2 separate regions of the Mus musculus genome follow, and region 2 is linked to region 1. A link is a contact called in public HiChIP or PLAC-seq data. All regions are on one chromosome and are shown on one strand. Each heading gives the region's core, a stretch centred on a gene start, on an enhancer-like site or on the middle of the called end of the contact. The rest is flanking DNA. Distances are from core to core; before and after follow the strand shown.

Region 1 (6,458 bases), core at 758-3,257:
GAAGCCTTTGCACAATTCTATAGGCTTCATCATCATGAAAGAATATGTACTAGAGCCAGACAGTGGTGGTGCATGCCTTTAATCCCAGCACTTGGGAGGAAGATGCAGGTGGACTTCTGAGTTCTCGGCCAGCCTGGTCTACTGAGTGAGTTCCAGGACAGCCTGGGCTATATAGAGAAACCCTGTCTCAAACAACCAAAAACAAAAACAAAAAACAAACCAACAAACAAAAGAATATGTACTGGAGAGAAACCTTTTGAATGTACTTACTATCGTTAAGGTTCTTCCTATGGTTAAGAAGGAATGACTTTGACAGATACAGTTCTCATTCTGTGTCTTTAGAACCTGAGCATCACACAGGAGTTCATGACAAGCTCATCTTTGGACCCTGTCTACATGTGTTAAATCAGAAGTTTTGCTCTTTGCAATGTGAAATCTGTATCATGCAGGAAACAAGCCCAGGTCACTTTATTATCTTGTATTAGTTCTCACGACTTTGCATTGAGGAATTACATTTTCCTGCTTACTTAATTCCAAAGGAGTTGTCTTGCTTCTCTTTAATGAAAACTAAACTCTGTTAAACAACTATATAAAAAATAAAAATACATATGTAACTTTATACAATATTGCTACATTAATTTTATATGAAACATATACAAAGTGATACATAAAAATGTTAAATGTCTAAATCCATTCTCCAAAGCAAAAATAAAAGGGTCACCATCTAAGTAAGCTTGGTTATTTGATAAGAAGAAAATGAAAATGAGTCACCTGTCATCCATTGCTATTGTCTTCGTTCATTGAGCTCAGTGGCCTCCTGAAGCACCCAGCTTGTCATCTACTAATGAGAAGTTAGGTTATTTTATATTTTATGCCACCATGAATCTAACTGTAACAAGCATGAGAATTCTGATTCTTCTTAAAAATTAATTTCAGGGGCTGGTGAGATGGCTCAGTGGGTAAGAGTACCCAACTGCTCTTCCAAAGGTCCGGAGTTCAAATCCCAGCAACCACATGGTGGCTCACAACCATCCGTAACAAGATCTGACGCCCTCTTCTGGTGTGTCGTGTCTGAAGGCAGCTACAGTGTACTTACATATAATAAATAAATAAATCTTTTTAAAAAATTAATTTCAAGTGCATGGAAAATGTATGGAGGTGATTTCTGGAATTCCTGGCAATTTTGTCATTTTATGAGAATTCTGTATACTGTAGACACATATAAACACGGTAGAATAAGAATGTATAGAGAACATGGTTTCCTGGTTTTGTTGTAGGTAATGATGTTGTATGGATACAGGTAATATGTCCAAATGCATCAGATACATACACTATTTACATGCCATTTACCTCAAGTATAACCATACAACACTGTTTCAACTAATTTTAGTTGATATCTGTTGTGGATAGCCCTGGTGTTGCTTGTATTTTGATGCTAATTCCGTTCTTCTGGGAGGAGGTGTGAACAAGCAAGGAATTACTCTCAGGTGACTTCTTGTGAACCTTCTCCCTTAATTTGTAAAATAAAAGCTAGAGCCAGTGACTGGGCAGGAGAAGGGAAGGTAGAGCTGTAAGGTTGAGAGAGAAGGAGGAGAAGAGAGGGCAATGGAGGAGCGGGTGGAAGGAAAGTGGAGCCGAAGCATGTGGCTCGGAGAAACTGCAAGGTAGAAGGGATCTCATAGATGGGGAAGATGGTAGTGTAGTGGTAGATGTGCCCAATATAGGCATGCAGCTTGTATTCATATTAATTGAGTTGTGTTTTCTTCATCCGGGCTTATTTGGGTTAGAGATTTACCGCAACAAAATAGTGCCCAACATATTGATTAGAACTCAACTCACCGGAGATAAAAGACCACTGCCCCTCAACCTCAAATATGGCTTGGGCAGTGATCTAGGCTGCAGCAGTGTTTATTGAAAGCCGACTGGGTTTGAGGGGCCTACAGAGAACAGCCAGGGGCAGCACCCCAGCCTGAAGCTGGGCTTGAGCAGTGCTGTGTAAGAATTGCAAGGAGGGACAGGTGACGCTGGAACACAACTGCCTGAGAGGTAGTTTTCAGGCAGACACAGTGAACTGATCTGGGCATCTGCCCAGGAGAGTCTTTTCTGTGTTCGCTTCCCTGTACCTCCACCCCCCAAGCCCCACTCCATATCTAGGACAGCCAGACTGGATCTCCAGACTGCTTGCTTGCACTGTGGGTTGCCTGAGATCAGCACACAAGCACACACTGCCAGCTGCAACCCAAACAGGGACACAGAAGATGCGGGTCTTTCTACACTCAGCCCCTCCTTGTAAATACAAGAATCAGGATACAAAGGTACAAAGGGCTCTGGACAAGGGAATAAATTGATACTTAAAGATGAGAAACATGGGCTGGAGAGAATGCTCAGCGGTTAAGAGCACTGACTGCTCTTCCAAAGGTCCTGAGTTCAAATCCCAACAACCATCCATAATGAGATCTGATGGCCTCTTCTGCTATGCCTGAAGACAGCTACCATATACTTAGATATAATAAATAAATCCTTAAAAAAAAGACAATAAATATCTTTTGGGCTTTTCGTAATGATATTTTGAATGGTTTGACAGGGATGGATTTAAAGGAAATACAGACCTTATTATTTACTGGTATTGCCATATTCTCTTAATTTACTATGTCTTCTAAAAAACAGAACCTTAGAAAAAAATTCCTTGTCTTAGAAAAGAGATTACAAGTAACACTACAACTAAAGATTGAGGATTTTATTGGGCAAAAGAAACAAAGTCTAGTGAATAATTTACTAAAGCTAGCAAATCAAAATAAGGCAGATGCTGCAATATTAGAATTACAACATAAAGAGAAGCAGGGCTTAGAACAGAAGACACAGGAATTATAGAACAGCATGAACAACAGAAAGAGAAGCTTAAGACGTGGCAATGTGGCCTAGAGGAAACACTAGAATTGAAGACACAGGAAATTGTAGATCAGAATAAGAGACAGAAACATGAAAATGAAGGTGGGAGACTAGAGGTGGAAAATATGCTAGAAGCAAGGATGCAGCAGCGCACAAATCAGACTGAGCAGCAGAGAGAAAATAATGATTGGGAGCAAGACTTGGAGAATAAACCTTTTAAAATGAATCAATCAAAACAAAATGGACAGCAGACTATCAGAATTGCAATATAAAGAAAAAGTCAAAATGTGGAGGCAGAACCTTCAACAGAGAACACAGGAACTCAAGGAACAGGAAGAGCAACAACAGAAGAGATAAGAAGCGTGGACACAGACATTAAGGGGGGAATTTAAAATTTCAATTAAGGAAAATACTCAGTTTAGAGACAGAAGATAAAATTAGAGAAAGCCAAACAAAGGTTATTAGAAAACAAACTTTAGTCTATCTGGTTAATATACAACAAGGACCAAACAGATGATGATTATCTACAGGGCTATTAGGAATTTGAATGGCAACCCGTGGATATGTTAGAACTGAAAAAATTGAAGGAAAATATCAATAATTTTGGAGTGCATTTGCCATTTGTAAAACAAATCCTGACTTCTTAGGCTGTTAAAAGTAGGATAATCCTCCAAGACTGGAAAGATATGGCAAGAGACATATTAGAACCTGCTACAAATTTACAGTGGTGCACATGATGGAGAGACGTGGTGAGGGAGATAATACGACAAACTAGAACCAGGGGTAGAGAGATTTCCACAGACCAACTGCTCTGAGATAGAGGTACAGGTTGTATATGATGAAGAAACTCTGGCATTGTGTTGATTGTCAGCCTTAAAGAACTGGAACAGTGTCGCAGAATCAGGGAAGAGTTGAACCATTAAGTCATACAAGGTCCAAAAGAAATCTTCCCTGATTTTTTTTTTTTTTTTACAAAGGCTAACATCAGCTGTGAAAAGGAGTATATCAGATTCAGCAGCAAGAAAGGCAATAATTGTGCTTTAACCTTTGAAAATGTAAATGCTAAATGCAGGGAAATAATCAGACCACTGCAGGCAAGGTCAGTATCTATACATGAGTGGATTAGATATACAGCTGATGTTGGATCTTGTTCACCTGATATGACTGTAATAGGAGAAGCTACCACTAGACACCTAGAAATGACCCAAGATTTCAAATGTTTAAATGTGGTGAGTGCACATGGTGGACTGAAATTAATAGAGGAGAAAGTAGGGAAAAGCCTCGAAGATATGGGCACAGGGGAAAAATTCCTAAACAGAACAGCAATGGCTTGTGCTGTAAGATCAAGAATGGACAAATGGGACCTCATAAAATTGCAAAGCTTCTGAAAGGCAAAAGACACTGTCAATAAGGCCACCAACAGATTGGGAAAGGATCTTTACCAATCCTAAATCTGATAGGGGACTAATATCCAATATATACAAAAAGCTCAAGAAGCTGGACTCCAGAAATTCAAATAACCCCATTAAAAATGGGGTTCAGAGCTAAACAAAGAATTCTCAACTGAGGAATACCAAATGGCTGAGAAGCACCTGAAAAAAAATGTTCAACATCCTTAATCATCAGGGAAATGCAAATCAAAACAACCTTGAGATTCCACCCCACACCAGTCATAATGGCTAAAATCAAAAATTCAGGTGACAGCAGATGCTGGTGAGGATGTGGAAAAAGAGGAACACTCCTCCACTGCTGGTGGGATTGCAAGCTTGTACAACCACTCTGGAAGTCAGTCTGGAGGTTCCTCAGAAAATTGGACATAATACTACCAGAAGATCCAGCAATACCTCTCCTTGGCATATACCCAGAAGAAGTTCCAACTGGTAATAAGAACACATGCTCCATTATGTTATTATCAGCCTTATTTATAATAGCCAGAAGCTAGAAAGAACCCAGATGTCCCTCAACAGAAGAATGGATACAGAAAATGTGTATTTTACACAATGGAGTACTACTCAGCTATTAAAAACAATGAATTTATGAAATTCTTGGACAAATGAATGTAACTGGAGGATATCATCCTTAGTGAGGTAACCCTATCACAAAAGAAGTCAATAGATATGCACTCACTGATAAGTGGATATTAGCCCAGAAACGTAGAACACCCAAGATACAATTTGCAAAACAAAAGAAAATCAAAAAGAGGGAAGACCAATGGGTGGATATTCATTCCTCCTTATATACCCATGAAAGGAGTTACAGAGATAAAGTTTGGAGCTAAGACGAAAGGATGGACCACCCAGGGACTACCCCACCCGGGGATCCATCCCATAATCAGCCATCAAACCCAGACACTATTGCATATGCCAGCAAGATTTTGCTGAAGGGACCCTGTTATAGCTGTCTCCAGTGAGGCTATTCCAGTGCCTGGCAAATACAGAAGTGGATGCTCACAGTCATCTATAAGATGGAACACAGGGCCCCCAATGGAGGAGCTAGAGAAAGCACCCAAGAAGCTGAAGGGGTCTGCAACCCTATAGGTGGAACAACAATATGAACTAACCAGTACCCCCCAGAGTTCGTGTCTTTAGCTGCATATGTAGCAGAAGATGGCCTAGTCGGCCATCACTGGGAAGAGAGGCCCCTTGGTATTGCAAACTTTATATGCCCCAGTACAGGGGAATGCCAGGGCCAAGAAGCAGAAGTGGGTGGGTAGGGGAGCAGGGCAGAGGGAGGTATAGGGAACTTTTGGGGTAGCATTAGAAATGTGTATAAAGAAAATATCTAATAAAAGTAAATAAATAAAAATGTGGTGAGTGGGATCATCTCAGAAATGACTGCAAGAAAAACCAAAGTAAAAACCAAAAGGTGAAGGAATTGAACAAAGCCATCCAGAATCTAAAAATGGAAGTAGAAACAATAAAGAAATCACAAAGGGAGACAACCCTGGAGTTAGAAAACTTAGGAAAAAGATCAGGAGTCATATATGTAAGCATCACCAACAGGATACAAGAGATAGAAGAGAGAATCTCAGGTGCAGAAGATACCATAGAAAAGATTGACACAACAGTCAAAGAAAATGCAAAAAGCAAAAAAAAGGTCCTAACCCAAACCATCCAGAAAATCCAGGATACAATGAGAAGACCAAACCTAAGGATTATAAGTATAGAAGAGAGTGAAGATTCCCAACTTAAAAGATCAGTAAATATCTTCAACAAAATTATAGAAGAAAACTTCCCTAACCTAAAGAAAGAGAAAATCAACAAGATAAATAAACCCTGAGCCAGACTCACAAGAGGGCAAACGGACAGCATCCTAATTAACAAAATCAGAAATGAAAAGGGAGACATAACAACAGATCCTGAAGAAATCCAAAACACCATCAGATCCTTCTACAAAAGGCTATACTCAAGAAAACTGGAGAACCTGGACGAAATGGACAAATTTCTAGACAGATAACAGGTCACATTAACTTTCTTAGCCCTCTGTCACATGTAGGATTGGTAAAGATCTTTTCCCAATCTGTTGGTTGCCATTTTGGCCTACTGACAGTGTCCTTTGCCATGCAGAAG
Region 2 (6,200 bases), core at 2,269-4,768, 67 kb after region 1:
TGGTTCAAGGAGTGGCACTATTAGGAGGTGTGGCCTTCTTGGAGGAAGTGTGTCACTGTGGGGGTTGGCTTTGAGATCCTCTTCTAGCTTCCTGGAAGACAATAGTCTTCTCCTGTTTGCCTTTAGTGGGTGGGGGCGATTCCAATATCTGTTGTCAGGATACCAGGTGCCTAGTTCAGTAATGTCAGGTTACCAAACATGAATCAGCAGCAGTGGTACAATCCAACAGAAACAGCCAGGCCTCCTCCCAATCTCCCAATCAGCAGGAGTAAGCAGGAGCGACCAAAACCAGAGGGACACCAGGAGAAGTTCTCTGCTATGCTTCTCTCAACAAAATGAAGATCAGCAAAGACATGAGACCAATGAAATGTTACAAGGCTAGCTATGTAGGCGCCCTGTTACTGTCAGTTGAGTCCTATTTACTCTCTCCAAACATCACATGTCCTCTCATGGATCTTTCCCCAGCAAAACACCACATGAGTCTACCTCAGCAAAACATCACATGAGTCTGCATCATATGACCCAAACTGAAACTTCCACTTCAGCTACTCATACTTCAGTAAATAGTCTTATACCTATATACACATTGGCAATGCTGGAACACATTAAATTGGAAGGAAATAGTTGAGATTAGGGTGGGGGTAGAAGAGGAATTGGGGCAGAGGGAATGAGGTGTGGACTGGATCAAAACACGTATGAATGTACAAGAATCATAATTTTTTTCTATTTCATTTTTTATTAGGTATTTTCCTCATTTACATTTCCAATGCTATCCCAAAAGTCCCCCACACCCTCCCCCCCACACTCCCCTACCCACCCATTCCCATTTTTTGGCCCTGGCATTCCCCTGTACTGGGGCATATAAAGTTTGCCTGTCCAATGGGCATCTCTTTCCAGTGATGGCCGACTAGGCCATCTTTTGATACATATGCAGCTAGAGTCAAGAGCTCCAGGGTACCGGTTAGTTCATAATGTTGCACCTACAGGGTTGCAGATCTCTTTAGCTCCTTGGATACTTTCTCTAGCTCCTCCATTGGGGGCCCTGTGATCCATCCAATAGTTGACTGTGAGCATCCACTTCTGTGTTTGCTAGGCCCCGGAAGAATCATAATTTTTAAAGAAAAGAAATAATCACAAAATTATCACAAATTCTCTTGGCTCAACCTTCTTTCACGCCAAGTAAGATAAAAATAGGAACATTCAGGGATTTTATGTATGGGAAGGCAGATGATTGAATTCATATTTTAACAGGGAAACATTGCTTATATTGATGAAGCAACAACGAGAGAAAGAAAGAGAGAGAGAGAGAGAGAGAGAGAGAGAGAGAGAGAGAGAGAGAGAGAGAGAGAGAGAGAGAGAGAAAGCTTTGCAAATCAAAACTTACTTGAATTGAGGAGAAATGCTAACTGTTCTTTAAATGTTAGTGTAAAGAGAAAGGGCGAGGTGACTTAGAAATTAAGCTCAAAAGAGGTTTCTTAGATTGGTATGAGGTACATCCCTATAATACCAGCACTTGGGAGACAGAGTCAGGAGGATTAGGGGTACAAATTTATATGGCAAGTTCTAGGCTACCCTGAGCTACATGAAACTCTGTATCAAAATAGAGAGAGAGAAAAAGCCACATTTCTCTTCAAGTTGAAATCTGCAGATTTCAAGTGAATGCTGGAGACTTGGGTTCAATTGCAATCAGAAATATGAAGTCATGAGAACTTACAGACAAAAAAAAAAAGAACATGAGTTTTGCAATACAACTTTATTTGAGAAGCAATCACAAAAAGAATCAATAAAAAAACAAACTTTATTACATAGGCAGATATATGATGCCAAATTATCCATTTCAGCGCCAACAAGGTGGTTTTGTAGGCACACGCCTTTGCTGCTTGACAACCAGAGTTAGATCCCCAGAACTCACATTATAAAAGGAAAGAATTACCGCATGCAAGCTGTCCTCTGACCTCCACATGCATACTGTGGCACACACATGCCTGTGCTTGGGTACACACACATACACATGTACACACACAAATAAGTGTAATAGTTTAAGTATCCATTTCACTTGTGAATTCCATAAGCATGGCAGGAAATTCAAGGTATTCCTGGAACATGTTAATTCACTATACATACTAATATTTCTAAACGTGTTTCAAAGTGATTCATACAGTAGTGAATTTAGACATAGATCAGTAATAACCTAGCCACATGTACTTCAAAGTTTATTCCTTAAAGGATAGACATTTGGTATCACTGGTCTTGGGCTCTTATTTAGCAGACATGGTAATACTTCAGAGGCTAAGATTGGGGAGGGGGCAAGGGGTGACATTAGGGCAAAATCCTGTCATGGATTACCTTCCATATAGATCCTACCCACCTAGCAGTGCTTGGGGCTCCACCATGGCAACGCATTCCCATCTCTGCCGATGGCAGGGTCTCTGGGAGAGATAAAGCTCTGTATTAGGAGGGAAAAAAGTCACACAGGAAAACTGGGGTACACCTGAGGACAGGACACTTTCCTGGAATGGCCACTGTGCCTCTTACCTCTCTCTTTCTCTATTATGACTCTCCTATAAAGCTGGCACCACGGGAACCTATGAGCTGCCCATTCCAGGTGATAGGGATGATGAAAGTGCAGGATTTAACCACTCAATACCTACCTATGCTAGGGCTGTGAACCCACAGCCTATAGGTACCTATAGGTACCTGCATTTATTTGCAGCATCACCTTCACTAGCCCATCTCTCCCCACCCTTTTAAAATTAGTTTTCTCCAACTGAGTGTCACTGGAAATACATATCACATTTATTTTTAGATTTGTTTATTTATGTATATGAGTACACTGCCACTCTCTTCAGACACACCAGAAGTGGGCATGGGATTCCATTACAGATGGTCATGAACCACTATGTGGTTGCTGGGAATTGAACGCTGGAACTCTGGAAGAGCACTCAGTGCTCTTAACCACGGAGCCATCTCTCCAGGCCCAGTCCGTATTCTTTTTCGGTGAAATTGTTTCTCCCACTTCTGCAATGAAGGATCTTGGGGATAAAAGATGATGCAGCTTCATGGCCAGTATTCTTAAAAGAGTTGTCTGAGATATCTACCCCACATTCCTGGCCCTTGCATTCCTGACTCCTAGGTATTAGGAAAAAGACCCCCTAGGTATTACCCAAAGACCACTGTTTCATCCATCCAAGTGCAGTTCAGGATTTTGCTTCCCTCAGATCTTTTGACTGGGATAGGCCCCATCTGGGCAGAATATCCATTTGTATTGTAAGCCTTAGGCTACTTGTGCAAGTATCTAGAGCCTCTTAGTGGTCCCACTTCGGACAACAAAATCAAGCAGCTCTGCTTTCACCAGCAGGGTGCCATAAGACAGACAGATGCCTCCACAGTTACTGCCAAACTGGTACCTAAGGACCAAAATAGCAGTCAGATGACCACAAGGGCCAGTTTACCACTTTCTGGGCTTGAGTCCAGAAGCAGCAGCAGCTATAAATAGCCACAACACTCGCACACTTTGGGAAGAACATCGGGGACAGCGCCACTCTGACCAGGGGCACGATGAGGTCGCTTCGTTTCATTTCTGCTGAAGCGTTAGTGTCCCACTCCCAGCTGGTCCAGGAGAACCTGGACAATATAGCCTACAACCTCTACCCACTTCTGTTCAAGGCCAGTTACCTGCTAGAGCAGGCAGATGTAACCCGTGCTCTGCTGAGTCACTGGCCACTGGAGGAGTTCCGGCTGGCTGTGCTACTGAGGCCAAACACTGACCACCCTGAAGACCTGCGTGATCGTGCCTGCAAGGCCTGCCTGGAGGCCTGTATGCAGGGCATAGCTGACCATGTGCTGAAAAGTGGGAGCAACCGCCTTCGGGTAGCTGATTTCACCGGCATCCAGGACGTACAGGTGCAGCAATGTCCTTGTGGGAGGGCACTAGGAAGGTGGGGCCGTACCAAGGTGCTGGCCAGGACCTGCTGCCAGCTCCAAGGACAGCCCTGTTCAGCTGGGCACCCCATTGAAGTCTTTGCTGACCTCTTTGTCACAGAAGGCAACTTTGACATGGTGGTGCAGGCCCTGAAGCCATTAGGCCCAGCACCTCTGCAGGTCTGTTGCCCTTCACTCCGGGCAGACAGCCTGAGCCCTGGGCAGCTCCTACAAGTTCTTGGCCTGGCTGGGCCAGGCAACCTTAGAAAGTTGGAGGTAGTACACAATGTCCGGCTGCATGCTGGCCATGTGCAGCAGCTGCTGACCCAGGTGGGCTTCCCTCAGCTGACCTCACTCACCTTGCCCACCAAGGCCTTCGATGCTCCCCCAACTTGTGCCCCAGATCCAGAGGGCGAGGATCTTCTCCTTACCTCTATTGCCTGGGAGCTCAGCCAGATGAACCAGCTCACTGAGCTAAGTGTGGCTTTCTCTACACTCACTGGGAAGATCCAAACATTGCTTAGGTAAGTCTCAGAGAATTGGGTACAGGGCCTGGTAAAGTATTCTGGAGTCACTGAGGAACAGGGATAGGATCTGTTTACACAATGTTCTCTGGGAATGTGTTGGTCAGACCAGCAAGAGTTAAGAGCCATTAGGAAAGAATCAGAACACTGATCCAGTTTGGAAGACGCCTTTCAATGAACAAAAACTCGGCCATGGGGCTTGCCCATAATCCCAGTGCTTGAGGTCAGCTACAAAGAGAGGCTTATTTCAACAAACAAAAACAAACACAAGAGCTGAGGGTATAGGGTAGTTGAGTGATAAAGCACTAGCAGGGTTGTGCTGGAATGGCAGCTCTCATCCAGACAGACCACACCAGGCCAATGCAGTTCCATGTGGCAGAGGTTTATTGGGGTGGGTTGGGGTGGACAGAGACAAAGGGAGAAAAGAGAGAAAGAAGGGCCAAAGGTCAGGAAGGGTCTACCTTTTATTTAGGCTCACAGGTAAGGGTGGGAAATGGACTCTGGGAATGTGATTGCCATGGTAACAGATGTGCATGTCTCTGTTCCCTATGGGTGACATCACTGGGTTCAGAGGCAATCTGGCAAGCTGGTTCCTGATACCAACGAGCAGGACCCTAGTTTTAGTTCTCAGCATCAGAGAGGGAGGGAGGAGGAGGTAGAAGGAAGAAGACATGAGAAAGAGGAACTAGAAAGTAAACAACACAAAAGTCACAACCAGATCTTCTACTGACTAGTGTTGTATAACGAATTACCCAATATTTAGTGTCTTAAAACATTTTCCCAGGATAGGAATGGGAAGGTAGTTTAGCATAGTGAGAACCTTGTCAGCAGTTTAGCTGGATTGCCACACCTGAAATCCTGGTACTGCAATCTCCTCCTTAGCAACTGTACTATGAAGAAGGGTAGTAGGGTAGCTGCCAGTTAGTTCTGAAGTCAGGGTAGTTTCATGTGGAGAGTACTGTCCCAATAATAGGTTATCATTTATGGGCAAGTAGTGGAGAGGCAGCAAGAACAAGTTAGTAAGTAGGGACAGAACAAGACCCCACCACATACTGTCTTGTTTAATAAGGGCAGTGAAGGGTGTGTTCCCAGAAAGGTCCAGGGTGCCAGAAAATGTATATTCTCATGACCCCTGGGTGGAGAAGTTATTTCAGACACACCTCCCCACAGAGGATACTGGCTGAATAGTGAATTCAGGGTTATGGAGGCCACATTCAGGCTGCTGGACTTCCTTCTCAGCCCTGAAAACCATTACTGGTCCTATTGTCATCAGAGTGGCAGCACTCTCTTTCAAGCTAATTCTATCCTTTGCTGTTCTCACAGTCAATATTCTGATGGTTCTGAGATCAGGTGCATAACTTCTCTACCTAACTTGAAAGGTGGTGTTGGTCCATTTTAGGTTCAATTACTGACTGCTCAACAGGCCCAGCAGCTGTAGACTTCTAGAAGAAATGTGACTTTCACATTTCACCAATTATTTTGACTCTTTAAATTTTGCTTAAAAATATCATTCTTAACTCATATGCTAACGTGAAATGAAGTCAGCTGGAGTTTCTGGCAGGCTGCAGTCAGTGATCTCTAAGATAGAAAAGTGGTTAGATTATTCACCTCCACCAAAACTCCAGCTCACCTGAGACCCTCATAACATTTGTGATGTTTTGCCTACCTCACAGCCCCTTGAAGACCCCACTAAGAGTGTTGGACCTAGCCAACTGTGCCCTTAATCATGAAGACATATCCTTCTTAGCAGACTGT

Evidence for each region. HiChIP or PLAC-seq counts read pairs in DNA pulled down with a chosen protein or histone mark.
Region 2: a contact with region 1 is called in an H3K27ac HiChIP or PLAC-seq map of embryonic stem cells, with 5 read pairs. The contact joins the promoter of Lrrc14b here to the enhancer-like site in region 1. A contact is called at or near these places in 19 of 39 promoter capture datasets (the 3T3-L1 cell line, 3T3-L1-derived adipocytes, the C10 cell line and 11 more), 3 of 484 Hi-C or Micro-C datasets (the G1E-ER4 cell line, embryonic stem cells and nephron progenitors), 6 of 115 datasets of contacts at active chromatin or transcription factors (embryonic stem cells, epiblast stem cells and large pre-B cells) and 4 of 9 other capture datasets (adipose tissue, liver, macrophages and 1 more).

The regions. Positions count from the first base shown.
Region 1 is chr13:74,426,385-74,432,842 of GRCm38.p6, reverse strand. It overlaps LOC115488130 (zinc finger protein 120-like), which reads left to right. Exons shown (of 2, transcript XM_030247499.1): 2 at 1-585. It overlaps E430024I08Rik (a long non-coding RNA gene), which reads left to right. Exons shown (of 8, transcript XR_003950546.1): 8 at 1-619. Among named protein-coding and RNA genes, the nearest start is that of Gm41004, 13 kb to the right of the region's middle. Within about 2 kb of position 2,007, at least 2 of the 459 cell types and tissues checked have an H3K27ac peak or open chromatin away from gene starts, as enhancers often do. A contact at or near this core is called in embryonic stem cells and epiblast stem cells, where this site is marked.
Region 2 is chr13:74,361,318-74,367,517 of GRCm38.p6, reverse strand. It overlaps Lrrc14b (leucine rich repeat containing 14B), which reads left to right and starts at 3,518. Exons shown (of 2, transcript NM_001033042.3): 1 at 3,518-4,445; 2 at 6,119-6,200. The coding sequence starts at 3,559. It also overlaps a transcript of Ccdc127 not described here.